Linked DNA regions of Mus musculus: region 1 is linked to region 2. Evidence: chromatin contacts called from public Hi-C data. All regions are on one chromosome and are shown on one strand. The core of a region is the stretch at or near the end of the contact, and the rest is flanking DNA. Distances in the headings are between cores, read along the strand shown. Region 1 overlaps Vav3 (vav 3 oncogene). Region 2 overlaps Fam102b (family with sequence similarity 102, member B).

Region 1 (7,715 bases), core at 1,282-3,781, 350 kb after region 2:
AAATAGCATAGCAGGACTTAATGGTGAAGATGAGCATTCCTGAGAGATTAGATTAGGACTGGAACATTTCCTCTCACTGGAGAAGGACAAGCTAGCTTATATTACAGTGTTAATGTCTGCAAGCTCAAGACTGCGTTTTATTCTTTCAAGGAGTAGAGTTCGTTCTTTGGTGCATCTGTTTGACAGCACTCATTGAACACATAGTTAGGCACGGGCAACACGGCCCAGAGCTAGATCTCTAAGAGTGGTCTGTTTAAGGGGAGGTGATTCTCCCTGCCCTGTCTTCATCCGTAGCCCTTCTGTTAGAGTATTAGGATATGCTTGCGTGTACGTTGCTTGGTTTCTGTTAGAGTATTAGGATATGCTTGCATGTACGTTGCTTGGTTTCTGTTAGAGTATTAGGATATGCTTGCGTGTACGTTGCTTGGTTTCTGTTAGAGTATTAGGATACTCTATATTGCTTGGTTTCTTTGGGGTCTTGGCTTTGAGACCGATTTGCCTATAGAGATGATGATTTTCTGTCCATTCTCATCCAAATGACCCACTAAGTAGGGGCAGTTCTATCTTCAAGTGCAAAGCCTATATACTTCTGATTTTATTGTTGTTTGTTTGCTTGGGTAGTGGTGGGTGTGGGCTGGGTGGAGAAGGGGAACCTTCATTCTCAAGATGAGCTTTGATCAAGAAAACACATTTGACCATTATTTTGTACCTATTACCAACTAGATTTTTCACTCAGTAGGAAAAGAGAATATTTATGCAGACTGTGGGGCATGGCGAAGCCCGCGGCAGCCAAGGCTGCAGGCATATGGTCATCTCTGCCAAGCACAGCTGTTTGTGATGAGTGTTAGGCTCAGTGCTGGATGAGCTGATGTTAGCCAGGGGGTGTGAGGTGGGTTTTGTGGGGGCTTGAAGCACTTAGATTTTGAGGATTGTTTTTGTTTTTTGTTTTTTGTTCTTTTAATTGCTAGAACTGACATTTTAGATGAGGTTGCAAAAGAGAATGGACCTTTTTAGTCATTAAACATAGAACAGATTTGCCATTTTCTCTGTATTTTGGTGTAAGGCCCATGCCAGGGCCGCAGACTGCAAAAGTGACTTTGCAAGAGTGGTATTGTGTCCGGTCAGGTCCTTCCTTTAAATTATGAAAAGCAGACTGAGGAAGGAAGTGATAAATTATCTTTAACACATCAAGTTAATCTCATTCTGGGGCAAAGGGCAGGCCTGGAGGGATGGATCGTATGTAATTTGGTTGTTTATCTACATGATCTTGATAGACCACCTGTGTTAGAGCTAAACTCACCAATAAAAAGCAGGCCAAAGAATGGTCTTTCTGTCTGAGCAGGTTTCAGAGATGAGGACCGGAAGAAGCTGAACTCTGTAAAGGTCAGAAATGTTTCTAACTCTAGTGGAAGTTCCTCCATAGTAAACCACAACTTGTCTTTGTACTAGGTTTGCTAATTATAAACGTTCTACCCATTAGATCCTGGAACTGTAGGTTTGTCCATGAAGCATGGTTATATAAGCTGTGGGTTTTTAATTATGTAAGTCTGCCAGTTAGATTATGGAACTGTAGCTTCGCCTAGAGAAGAACTTTAGATTTTATTGATAATTAGGACAAAATGGTCTGGGTGAGGCGGTACACATCTTTAAGACCAGCACTTGGGAAGCAGAGGCAGGCAGATCTCTGGGAATTCATGACCAAGCTATATAGTGAGACCCTGTCTCAAAACAAAAAAAGAATTATATGAATTATATGGAATGTTCTTAAGTTGAGAGAGACAAACAAGTCAGTGAGATCTTTGTAAACTCAGCATGAAAAGGAGTCATTAAAAAGGGGTGATATTGCAACATCTAGATTTTAAAGGTCATATTTTCTTAAGAAATCAAGGAGAAACAGGAGTGACTTGGTGGTATTAGGAGAATGGTCATTGTAGACAGAGAAACCCAGATTAAAAGAACAGTTGGCATTCATAAACATAGGTGAAAATGGAAGAGCTGTTTGAGGCAGTTTCGGCCTGGTTAGATGTGGGCTTCTCACAGTGACCTCTTGGTTGGGATCCCCTTGGTTGGAAGTGAAGGCAGACAATATTTGCTGAGTAATGATTACGTATGAGGACATACTCATAGCTCTGCATTTCTCCCTCATATGGGAGGCATTAGACTGTAAAATCTTGGGGAATATTTTAGAATATAAGAAAAGCAATAATCTAGTACAGGAAAGAAAAAAAGCAAGGCCTGGTGATTCCTTTGCAGAGTTAGCTCTGAAGTGTTAGCTCTGAAGTGGAAGAGGGCATCTCTGAGTTTGTCTGTATGAATGGACAATAGTGGAGAAACATGATCTTAATTCCAAGAGTAGTTAAACACGAGGGGACATGTTCTACCTCTGGCAGAAAATAAAAATACCGAAGATATGGCTTTTAAAATGCTCAGGAATGCTCATGTCTTGGGGTGCCTACGCAGCACTGCGTATTGAGTGTGGTCCTGGCATCTGCTGGGGCTGGGTTGGCGGAAATGGGAGGTCTCAGAGATGCCCTTCCTCAGGAAACAGTGCTTACAGCACAAAGCAGTCACAAAGCAAAAGGCAGTTGCAACAGATGCTGTGGCCTGAGACTCAGAATTCCTGCTTGTGAAAGATTGTGGTGGTGACGAATGTGAGGCAGAACCCAGATCCTGTTCCACCCCAAGTGACAGAAACATGGGCTTAGATGTCACCAGGGAGATGAAAAATATGGATGTTGCATGCTGGCAAAGAAAAGTTCCATGCCCAGGGTCCTTAGAGATTGGGACTGCAGACCTTTAAGCTTTGAAAGAAGCAGTAAGCAAAAGCTCAGAGCCAAAATTAACCTCGTTAGCAGCTGTCTCCTTGTTGACTTTGTTTTTGTTGTGTGCACATATAATATAATCATAGTGATTGTGGTTACTTTAACCACTTCTAAGTCACAGTTCAGTGTCATTGAGCACACTCAGTGTGTTGTGCAGCCACCATTCCCTGTCTTCAGAACATTATCATCTTCCCCAGCTGGCATTCTGCACATATTCAATGATAACCCCTTTCTCCGCTATCTCCTGGCTGCCACAATGCTCCTTTCTGTGTCTGTAGATTCAACTATTCGTGATTCTTCAAATGAATTGGGTCATTCAGGTAGGATAATATCCCCAAGGCCCATCCATGCTATAATATAGGTCAGAATTTGATTTCTTTTTAAGGCTAAATAAGTTTCAGTTGTTAATTTTCCTTACAGATTATCCATTCATCCTCATGGATTCTTGGAAAATTGGCAAGTATTGTAGACAGTCTGACAAAGCACACACCAATGGTGCTGCAGTCTTCTCTGTATTCTTCTGTCTTTCAAGTGCCCTGACGTTCTTCCTCTTTTCTATCTTATCTCCCCTGACTATTTCTCCATCTATCTGTCCATCTCTTCCTCCTTTTCTCTCACTCCCTCCTTTGTAATTATATGGGTGTGTGTTCTGTGTGCCCTGTGTATCCTGTTAGGTATTGGAAGCTACTCTTGAGGACTAACTCTTTAAATTTGGTGGTATTGGCAAGTGATGATCTTGCTTGCCTTGACATTCTTCTCTCCTCTTTCTGTCTGTCTGTCTGTCTTTTTTCTTTTTCTTTCCTCCACCTCATCTTCTTTCCCTCCTCCCTTCTGACTCGACCCTCCCCTCCCCTCCCTTCCCCTCCTCTCCTCTTTTCTTTCTCTGTTTCTTGTCCCTGGCTGTCCTGGAACACACTCTAGGCCAGGATGGCTACAAATTCAATGATCTGCTTGCCTCTGCCTCCCAAGTGCTGGGATTAAAGCTCTGAGCCACTGCTATTGCCATGACCACCACTACTGCCTGCCCTCGACATTCCTTAGGTTCTTTAAAAGTGGAGGATATAAAAGTTAAGACTAAGCTGAATTAATGTCCAGTGTTCTGAAAAAATTCTACTTTCTCAATCACAGATTAAAAAAGAAAAGAAAAAAAAAAAAAAGAAAACCAAAGAAACAAGAGCAAAAATAAAACAAATGACAGGGCAAGAAGCCCCACATCTCTCCCTGGGCAGCCCTCGCTCCAGCTGAGTGACTGTAGGAGAAGAGGATGGAGACTTTCAGTATTGCTGGAACTTGTTCTGGCTTCCTCCTGAGTATCACTTGAAAATCCCCTCTGCCTCTCTCCTATTCCATCCCCAACAGCCGCCAGTTCCTTGTGGGTTCCCCTGTGCTCCACAGGCACTGTTGGAATGTACCTTATCAGGGGCCTCTCGTTCTCCACTTCTCCTGCCCACGCTTCTTCCTGCTCTGAGCTTCTCTCACTATGGTTCCTTGTGGGAAGCTTCGAGACAAGCAAGAACAACTGGGCAGTTTGCAAGAGTCATGACAGAGTGATGGGTTCTTTTATCTGATGGGGGGGGGGACAGGAATAGTCAAGTGAAATCATTTCTTTTCCTCCTGGAGGCAGGAGTTCACAGACATACTTCATGGGACTCCTGAGAGGGGGGCGTGGCCTTGAACACTAAATGCCAACAGTAAAGCTCACTTCTGTGTCGCCTCCTTCTGCCTCTGCTCCCTGGCTCTCCATTTTTGTGCCTCTATGACAGTGGTTCTCAATCCGTGGGTCCCGACTCCTACAATAGTCGCATATCATATCAGATATCTTGCCTATAATTTATTTATATTATGATTCATAACAGTAGAAAAATTACAGTTATGAAGTAGCAATGAAGTGACATAATAGTTGGCAGTCACCACACCGTAATGAACTGTAGTAAGGGTTGCAGTGTTAGGAAGGTTGAGAACCACTGCTCTTGTACCTTAGTCTCTTTTCTCAGAACTGTTTCCCAACGCCAATTACCTGGTGCAAGCTTTGTCTTCAGTCTTTACTGCTGGGGAAACTCAGACTTAGATATCTGTAATGGTGCTATCATTTGAATCTAGATGCAATCTCAAATTAGCTTTGGACTTCTAATTTATAAGATTTAAGTTGGTTCTGAAAATTACTGAACAAATACCTGACAGGATTTTTTTCAAAAGTATATGTATTTGTGTATGTGCATGTGTGTGAGGGTGTATGTATGTACCTTTGTGTGTATAGGTGTGCCATAAGACAACACTAGGTGTGATCCTCAGAAATGCCGCCCACCTCCTTTGAGACAGGGTTTCTCACTGCCCTGGACCTCATCAGGTACCTCACATGGTTGCTAGCTAGAATGGCTGGCTATGAAATGCCAGGGATGCTTCTGCCTATATGGTCTTAGTGCTGGGATTATAGGTGCTTACCACCAGTCCCAGTATTTTAAATGGAGTTCTGAGCTCTGGGCATGGAACTTCCTTCTCCATGTTGCTGAGACAGGTGTTATATCAACTGAACTATCTTCTCCAGAGGATTTCATTTAACCAGCCCTGTTCTCTTACTGGTCAGAGGCACTTGCTTCCCTGGATTGACTGAGCAGAACTGCTTTAAGGAGGAAAGACAGATTCTGGCTCATAGTGTAAGTGAATATCAATCCATGGTAAAGAAGGCATGGCCACAGAGGTAGTCAGCTCATGGCAGCATGAGCTTGCAATGGCTGCTTTTCACATCTTGGTAGGTCAGAAAGCAGACAGCTTGAGGCTTAAACCAGAAGTAAATTGCCTTAAAATCATCCCCCAGCGACTCCCTTCTGCTAGCCTGACCGTAGCCCCAAAGAGTACATGGACTCTTCAAACAGCACCAATAGCTAGGGACAGCTCTCAAGCACGAGGTCTTGTGGGAGGACATTTCACATTGAAACCGTTACAGAAATTCTACTTAGAAACCAAGACAATTAGGAAGCTCTCGGCTGCAATTGACTGTATTTATCTTGGTATTTATGTTCACTGTCTTTTCCAGAGTTCTTCCCCAGTGATCTGGAGAGGCTACCAAAAGGACAGTTGTCAGGCTAGAAATGTCCTTCCCATCCTTAGAGGGAAAGGGTTTTTTATTAAACTGATCTCTCTTCTTTTGGAGACAGCCATACTACCAATAGCCTGGGGCCTTAATGGGTAAGAAAAGCAATTCAAGTGGCTGTTAAAGAGCTTCTGTATGCTCATATTTTCTGTTTTCATAATTAGGACTTCCAGTAAAATAACATTCCTAGTTTATGTTCATTCTTGTCCAAGAAGAGAGATAACTTCTCTCTGTGGGCAGGTATGATGTGGGCTCCCCTGGGCTTCTCTTCAGGTTCTGTCTCCCCACAAAAAAGACACAGTCTGGTCTGCTCTTTACCCCCACCTCTGTCTCTCACATAGGAGAAAAAGGGATGCTAGATTCTCTGGGTTATCAACTTTAGAGCATTTGAAGCTTGGAGCTGCAGGACCATTTTTTGTGCTGTCATCCTAGGGAGGACATTAGAGCCTTAAATTATAGAAGGTGGAAGAGGAGTCTTGGGGAGAAAAGTCTTCTAGAAAATGAATGCACTTGTGGAGAATCGAAGCACACCGGATGCACAGTAATAGGTCTAGATGACTTTAAGGATAGCAAAGGGTGGCCCTCACCATCTGTACACACTCCTTATTCTTTTCCTGGTGAGCTGATTAGCACACTTGAGGTCACAGTTTTGCTGAGGTCACACTACAGAAACCTCATTTTGCAACAAGGACAAACCATCCACTTCTCATTATCATTTTTTTTTGGTTGTTGTTCCATAAATACTTATTAAATGGCTTGTAGCTTCAGCTGTGGAGGTAATTAAAGCCATAGAGCTCTTAGGGATGTGGAAATATTTGAGTGTGTTATGAGTTCAGTGTCCTGAGATAATAGCATACAAATGTGGGCTTATCCCAAAACAAGAAACCTGGCAAAGGACAGCCAGTTCCTTTACAGGGCTCATTTGAATTTTTAATATCCAGGTCACATCCCCAGGGTACAGGCTATCCTTCAAGGACGAGGATTGCCCTTCCTTCCACAGCGCTTCAGTTGGCTTCTTACCTCCCCATCTATTCTTCTGCGTCTGCTGAGAGCAGACACTCCTGCTTTGAGAATTCCTGCAGCAACTTCTGGTTTTGCTAGACCCTCCCAGAGCCAGGATTCCCGAGGGCCTTTGCGTCTGTCTTGCCTGGTTTTACTTGGCAACTCCTTTTCCCGCTGCTTGGCCAGCTAGGTTTCTGGCTGGGCTCCCCATCTTTTCTTTTGGACACACTTTCTGTATTTTCATCCCCCTGACCCTCCACCCACCCTTTTATGGTTGAGGGGTCCAGCCTGGTTACCGTCCTAGTTCCTTCTCCTTGGCTTCCTCAGTGAAGGGGAGGCCTTGGCTTCCTGCCAGATGTGTGTGTGTGTCAAGAAGATTGGTCACAGGCCCGGTGTGACAGTAGGTTTTGTGATGTTTGAAAGGAAGGTACCGGATTTTATTTTCCTAATTTCAGCTTCTTTTTGAAGGAAGGTGCTAACCTAAGAACTTAAGCACATTAGCCTTATTTTCTTGGGAAAATGTATCTTGAATTCTAAGTACTATACTTTTTTTATTAGATATTTTCTTTATTTACATTTCAAATGCTATCCTGAAAGTTCCTTATATCCTCCCCCTGCCCTGCTCTCCTACCCACCCACTCCCACTTCTTGGCCCTGGCATTTCCCTATACTTGGGCATATAAAGTTTGCAAGACCAAGGGCCTCTCTTCCCACTGATGGCCGATTAAGGCCATCTTCTGCTACATATGCAGCTAGAGACATGAGCTCTGGGGGTACTGCATTAGTTCATATTGTTGCTC
Region 2 (7,025 bases), core at 4,315-6,814:
ACACGCTGAGGTCCTGGAACCTTCAGGAACATACCTCAAGGCATGGACTAACACCACTGGTGTAGGATCAGGTATCAAAAACAGTATCTTTTAAAAACCATGAGATAGTTTACTGTCCTTAGAAAAACATATATGCTTCTAGGTAAAGCTAGCTTCTACTTCTTTCTCCCCCAAACTTACCAAGTTTGTTGTTTTGTTGTTTGTTTTAAAGGCATCATTTCATAGGAAGACAAAACCCAAGCAGTCAGGGACAGACACGAGTGGTAACCAATTTAGCAACCGAGGAAATCTGAACCTGACGCTGTAATGTGGAAAGCCAAGAGTGGAATCTTAAATTGGTTCTGAAACAAAATGAAGGACTGGCCAAGGGTGGAAGGACTGATGGAACGTTGTTTTAGAAGCAGCCAGACCTTGACTTGCAGGAAGCTCAGCTTATTCTCCTGACCGGGGGTGGGGGTGGGGAGGACAGATGACACTCTGGCCTGTGATCCCAGGGCAGGCCTCAGGAGGGTGATGACACAGTACTGGAAGATGAGTCAGTGCTGACCCTTCCTCCTTAGCTAGTTCTGGCAACCCTGGAGACCGGGATGCTCTCATCAGGGAATCTCTAATGAGATGGACACTCAGGACTCCCAACCGAATGGATCAGCCATCTCAAGTATAGTAAAGACCCATGATGCCAAGCCCCTGCACCAGCACAGAGCGTCTCTGAGCTTCAGAGCTGCTGTTACATCTAAGCTGGCACCCCGGGAGAAGCTCTTACTGGGAAAAACAGGCCAAAGTGAATGGCATCAAACACAGCGTCATCCAAGCAGAGCCGATGCTGGAGGAGGAGAAGTTCTCAAATAAAAAATTATGGGCTCAAGCGATAGCCCAACCCCACACTAGCCTTTGACCTCATCTCTTACACTCAGGCATGTGCACAACCCCGCCCCCCCTCCCCCGCCCCCAGCCTCCCACCACACGTACATGCACAGATACATGTAATAACAAAAAGAAGTCGCATCTACTCTACAGGACTAAGATGCTCTTTAAAAACAAGAAGGGTATAAACCCCTAAAACATGTTACTGGGAACAAAAGTCCTGGGCTCAGCCTTTCATTTGCCATTTTGGACTTATTCTACCAGTTCATAGCCCAGAGGTCCGCCTTCATGGACTGCAAACCAGGCTTCCTGCAGCCTTCCTCTCACTGTGCAAAATGAGCAGCCCTAGAAGGCTGAGGGCGGAGCAAAGACAGCCTCGCCATCCTGATGGCTGGATCCTTGCTAGGTGGATAGGAGCCTCTGGTTTCCCACCCCTACCTGCGGACTTCCTCTTTAATGACAAAGCTTAGACTTTAAAACACGTGCATGTAAACCTCTGTTAAAGTAAAAACTGGAAAATTAAGAATATTACTAAGCACTGAAAAAAAAAATCTCAAAATGGAGCAAAGTTACATCCCGGAGAGCCAGCATGGAGAGCCGTGCCTGTCATCCCAGTACTGAGAAGGCGGCTGAAGGAGGAGGGATCCAACTTTGATATCAGTTTGGGCTGCACTACAAGAACACCTTTTAGAAAAAAAGTATTTAACGTTGAAAGCCACTACTTTCCAGTTGCTTTAAATAGTCACCCAGTGAATATTCTTTATTGTCTAATATATGAAAACCAAATAACCTCATTTTGGCCAACTTTCTGTCACTATAACCAATGTCTGAGTCAGATCAACGTGTGAAGAGGAGGGGTTGATTCTGGTTCATTGTTTGGGGGCTTCAGTCCACAGCTGACTGGTTTTGTTGTGCAGGGCCTGTGGCAAGGCTATCACAGTGGAAGCACGCGCTGGAGGGAAAGCCCCTGTCTCCACAGCTAGCAAGCAGAATGAGGGACTAGGCCAGAGCTACACAATCCCTTTGGGAGCATGAGTCCTAACGACCTAAAGCCCTCCTACCTTTTAATGGTTCCATTACCTCCTAATGGTGCCAAGCTAGGAATAGACCTTCACCACATGGTCCGTTGGATCCAATTTACAGCTGGACCTTAAAATGTTACTAAGTGTACTGGCTGGTTTTGTGTGTCAACTTGACACAGCTGGAGTTATCACAGAGAACGGAGCTTCAGTTGAGAAAATGCCTCCAAGAGATCCAACTGTAAGGCATTTTCTTGATTAATGATCAAGGGGGAAAGGCCCCTGGTGGGTAGAACCATCTCTGGGCTGGTAGTCTTGGTTCTATAAGAGAGCAGGCTGAGCAAGCCAGTAAAGAACATCCCTCCATGGCCTCTGCATCAGCTCCTGCTTCCTGACCTGTTTGAGTTCCAGTCCTGACTTCCTTGGTGATAAACTGCAGTATGGAAGTGTAAGCCGAATAAACCCTTTCCTCCCCAACTTGCTTCTTGGTCATGATGTTTGTGCAGGAATAGAAACCCTGACTAAGACACTAAGCTAACTATTCTAGGAATTACGTCAGAAATAAGAAGAAAACACAAATACTTCAAAGCCCCAAATCCTTGGTTTACATTGTTTTTTATTTGTTTATGAAATATCAGTAATTCCCCAACTAAACTAATTAGAAACACATACTATATTTTTATTTATTTGAAAACACTCTTACAATGTGGCATATTTATAATGATTCATGTACGAAATCATATATGCTACCATTTGCACAGATAGAGTGTAGCTTTGGCACGAATTACAGCATTAAAGATACCAAGTGGATTCTGCATGCACCTGTTATCCTTAAATGCAATTCAGTGGGAAGTATTTCATACTTACCTAGTTTATCTAGAGAATGGAGGATACCGACAGGAAGTCTGGTAGACTCGGGGAGAAACCAGGTTAATAATAGCAGTATAAACTTGGACAGGGACTGCAGCATATAAGGAACGGGTTTTAATAAAGAGTATGGTATTACATCTTGCAGGGGAAACCACACTTCTGGTTTCTATCGCTACTGGCTGACTTCTGCTTTAGTGACAATATTGCAGTAGTTACCAGGTACTTTCAATACAACAGATACTATGCATTTTACACATAGAAACGCCACTCCATTTCCTTAGTATAGGAACTGAGAGAAATTAAGTAGCTTGTTGAACTTCACTATGGTGAAAAGAGTTAAACTGAATTTAAGGCACTGTGTAGAGTAGATGCATTCCAGCATCTCAAGCAGGTTTCTACCCAGCACCCCCTGAAACTGCTCACTAGTGAGCAATGGATTGCCAACTTTGATGGGCTCTTTAATTTTTTTTTTTTTTTTTAGTTGTGTGTGTGTCTTTGAGTGTATGTATGTCAGCATAAACATGCCTTAGTACGCGTGTGGAGGTCAGAGGACAACTTACATCAGTTCTTTTTCTACTGTGTGGATTCCAGGGCTTGAACTCAGGCTGTCTGTCCCCCTTGGCAGCAAGCACCTTTACCTGCTGAGCCATCTTGCTGGCCCGTGATGGGCTTTCTTGACTTCATCCTTCACCCTTACTATACATTCTTGAACGAGTCCTGCCCTTTCCTAATTTTGTGGCTACTTGTTCTTAATTTCATGTTCCTGTCTCCTTAAAGTGTTGGTGCCCACTAAGCTTATCTTTTTACCGCAATGTTTTAAGTATTATGCAGACACTTACACATACGCACACACATATACAGCTAAGCCTCTTTCTTTAGATGCACAGTATCATGTGTTAACTGTTGGCCCACCTGGTACCCTGGCCTAGAAGGACTTAAGTCATGCATCTGTTTACCATGGTACTCAACAGCGGTCTAACTCATCATATTAGCTAGGTCTTTTAACCAGTCAAGCCACTTGTTGAGGAGCGTATGACGAGACCGTCAGTTGCTTATCCAGTGTCTCTCTCCTTCTTTTACATATCTAACTTTATGCATAGCCAGTTAAGCCTATTTTACAAGTCTTCTTTGCTGCTAGGGGGAGAAGGGGGTTGATTTTCTGCTACGGTGATATCATTAGATACCACTGTCTGGGCCTTCTAGAAAGGCACAGTAAGAGAGGGCATGTGGGGACTGTCCTTTTACCCTCTCTCTATTCCTTTCATGACAGTCTGAAAACTGTCATGACAATGGTTTTGAATGTCAGAAGCCATGTTGGACCTTGAGGCTACCTACATGAAAAACTGCCTGGTGATAATACAGAGAGAGATGGAAGCCTGGGCTGTCCCCATTCACACTTTAATATTTAAAATGCTTGTTTTAGGGTTCATCTATGTAGGTGAGCTAACCTCTAACACACCCGAAGTCTGATCACTCCCACACTCAGAAACCTGAGTCCCGGTACCCTTCCCATGTGGAGTGTGCTCTCAGAATCCAGATGCAGGGTCACTGTGTCCTAGCACTTGGGAGGCTAAGCGAGAAGAGCATGAGCCGAAGGCCAGTCTGTGCTACATAGCAATCAATACTCTATCTCAAAAACCAAAATCATCAATCCCTCCCCCCCCCCCCCAAAAAAAAAAAAAAACAAAGGAAACAAGACTACTGCATGGATCAACGCTTTGATCTTACAAACTGCCTTTTAGGAAAGCCCCACCCACACATAAGCCAGGTTCACTTCCTACAGATGGCTTCATCCAGTTGCCTGAATTCTGCCTCCTAAGTATCAGAGCAACAGCTTATGTGAAGGACACTGAAACAGGTCCTTATATAGGACAGTTTACTAAGCCAAGAGATCAGGCTGGGATGAACTAGATTTGTGCAGTATTTATTTGTCTATTAACGACTTCATGCTGTGGTAACGAAGACACCTTATTGAGGAGAAACCCAGAAATGATTAAAGAAAAAAAGTCCAAGTTGGATAGTGGTGGCGCACGCCTTTAACCCCACTCAGCACTTGGCAGGCAGAGGCAGGTGGATCTCTGTGAATTTGATGACAGCATGGTCTACAAAGTGAGTTCCAGGAAGCCAAAGCTATACAAAGAAACCCTGTCTTGAACACCAAAAACAAAACCAAACTGAAACAAGCCTACAAACATGACACAGCATACAAACAACCCCATAAAATAGATACAGTACCACTGTCATAATCCCATGAATCCAGCCTGCCAACCCCAGTAAGCATTTAATAAACAGTCCAAAAACACCTGGTACCAGGTATAAATAAATTCCTGGTCGTCACTTTCTAACCACTCAGAAATCAAGCCGTTTCCTATGTGCATGGTCACAATTCAGATTCTTAACATCATTTCCTTGAATCATTGCCAAGAGTCTCCTTAATGGTTCCTGCTCAAATCTATCTCCCTCAGATCTCCACCTGAGAGTGTGGTTCACATCTGTAATCTGCAATCACAGCACTTGGGTAAACATGGCAGGAAAAAAAAAAAAAGAGTTTAAGTGAGATTTTTGAGGCCAGTCTGGGCTACAGAGACCTTGTCCCAAAAAACCAAAACAAAAGTGTATTATGTCCCTAAAGCTTTTAGTCAGAGTTTTCTGTGGTAATCTTTTGTGTGTACACATAGACCTTGGGAAAAAGCTGTCCAAATTAAACAAATCCAAAAGGCTGCAAAGTTAGTTTGTGACATTTGTTATACTGATGGGTTACCGTGGAAACCCACACAAAACTACTTGGCACCGGGGACGAAAGTCACATTACTAACTGCTTTCTGTTGGGTGAGTCACTGACTTCCTATGAGTTTTGGACGGTTGCTTAACCACTGTCTAGAAAGAAAACTAAGGAATGTGATTTGTGTTACCACTATGGAAAGCCAAACATTTCAAAGATGACATGATAAAGCTGTTGCAACGAACACAAAACAAGCAGAGGACTCAGAAGAAGATAAAGTTGCTATGGCCACTGTTTATGTTTTAGAGAACCAAAAGGAATCTAGGATGCTGTTGAAAACTTAAACATAAACTGCAGTGGAAGTTGACAGAGCCAGTCTTTGTGATGAGTAGTATATCAATGCCACCAATTTCCTGAGGACCAGCGAATGCGTCCTCTGGGCACGTATTTACAATTACACCATGTCCTGATTATTCAAGACACTTTCGACTGTTCAGAAGCAGCGATATAAGAAAATCTGCTCTGAGGAGTGTGAGCTCTTGGCCAGGAAGTACAGTGTGCAGGTTAGGTGCTTATCCCGTAGCTAGTCTCTGAGTTCAAACCCTGCCTCAGCTACCTGCCAGCTGCCACTCTGGTACATTTGTCATCTGTACGGTGCCTTCTCATGAGATCTACACCTCAGGGGAACCCAGGGAGATGAAGTAAATCATTCCACATGGCCCCAAACAGTGCCTGGGGTACAGTGTAGCTTGATAATAAATGTTATACTCAAGGCTACACGCACCTGTGAGTCTGTTTCAATTTGCTCACAAAGTGAAAGAATGGCCAACTTTATAGAGATCTTTTCCCTGATATACTGAAGATCTGTCTATTTTAAAAGACACGTAGATTCTGACAAAGAAGGAGATTTTGTGAATCCAAGCAAAAACAAGTATTTTAAGGCTGTGAAGATTGGCTAGATCTATAAGACTGACTTTTAAAGAACACAAAGAATACATGCATCTGCCAACTCCAGCAGCATTTTTAACCTAAGTAAATGCTCGGCAGGAACATCATCATGAAAAACTGTGCAGTGGGCTTCGCTTTATTTACTCATTCACTGATTCATTTCTTCTAGTGGGTCAGGCAGTTTGTGTACAGTGTGGACATGTGTCTATATTTTCACATGTATAGGGAATAGACGTGTGTCTTCATCAGGATATGTGTCAGCCACTAAATGCTGTTCAGAATCCCAGTTCAGATTCTTCTCCTTGGAAACGCTCAGTTTGCAGACAGATATGTAGAGAGAATGAGAGAGAGAGAGAGAGAGAGAGAGAGAGAGAGAGAGAGAGAGAGAGAGAGAGAGAATGAGAATGAGAATGAATGGTGAGGACTGAAAACATGAGCAAAAGTCCTCACCATCGGAAAGGATGAGGCCAGTTGAGTTGAGGAGAGTGGTAAAGGAGAAAGGGAAGGGGACAGCCTGCAGGGCCACCAATATCAGAGCAGGAGAGAGGTTAAAAAAGGCAAGGAGGTGGCCTCTCAACAGGACAAGAAAAGAACCAGGGTAT

The links. Hi-C and Micro-C count contacts between places; a contact is called where the count stands out from the background.
Region 1: a contact with region 2 is called in a Hi-C map of LSK cells, with 4 times the contacts expected there. The contact joins two enhancer-like sites.

Annotation. Positions count from the first base shown.
Region 1 is chr3:109,359,515-109,367,229 of GRCm38.p6, forward strand. All of the region lies in intron 1 of Vav3 (vav 3 oncogene), which reads left to right. Among named protein-coding and RNA genes, the nearest start is that of Vav3, 23 kb to the left of the region's middle. Within about 2 kb of position 2,532, at least 69 of the 459 cell types and tissues checked have an H3K27ac peak or open chromatin away from gene starts, as enhancers often do. A contact at or near this core is called in LSK cells, where this site is marked.
Region 2 is chr3:109,005,462-109,012,486 of GRCm38.p6, forward strand. The region is part of intron 1 of Fam102b (family with sequence similarity 102, member B); the gene reads right to left. Gm43221 (a long non-coding RNA gene) reads left to right here. Exons shown (of 3, transcript XR_003954543.1): 2 at 1-71; 3 at 212-894. Among named protein-coding and RNA genes, the nearest start is that of Gm43221, 8.3 kb to the left of the region's middle. Within about 2 kb of position 5,565, at least 124 of the 459 cell types and tissues checked have an H3K27ac peak or open chromatin away from gene starts, as enhancers often do. A contact at or near this core is called in LSK cells, where this site is marked.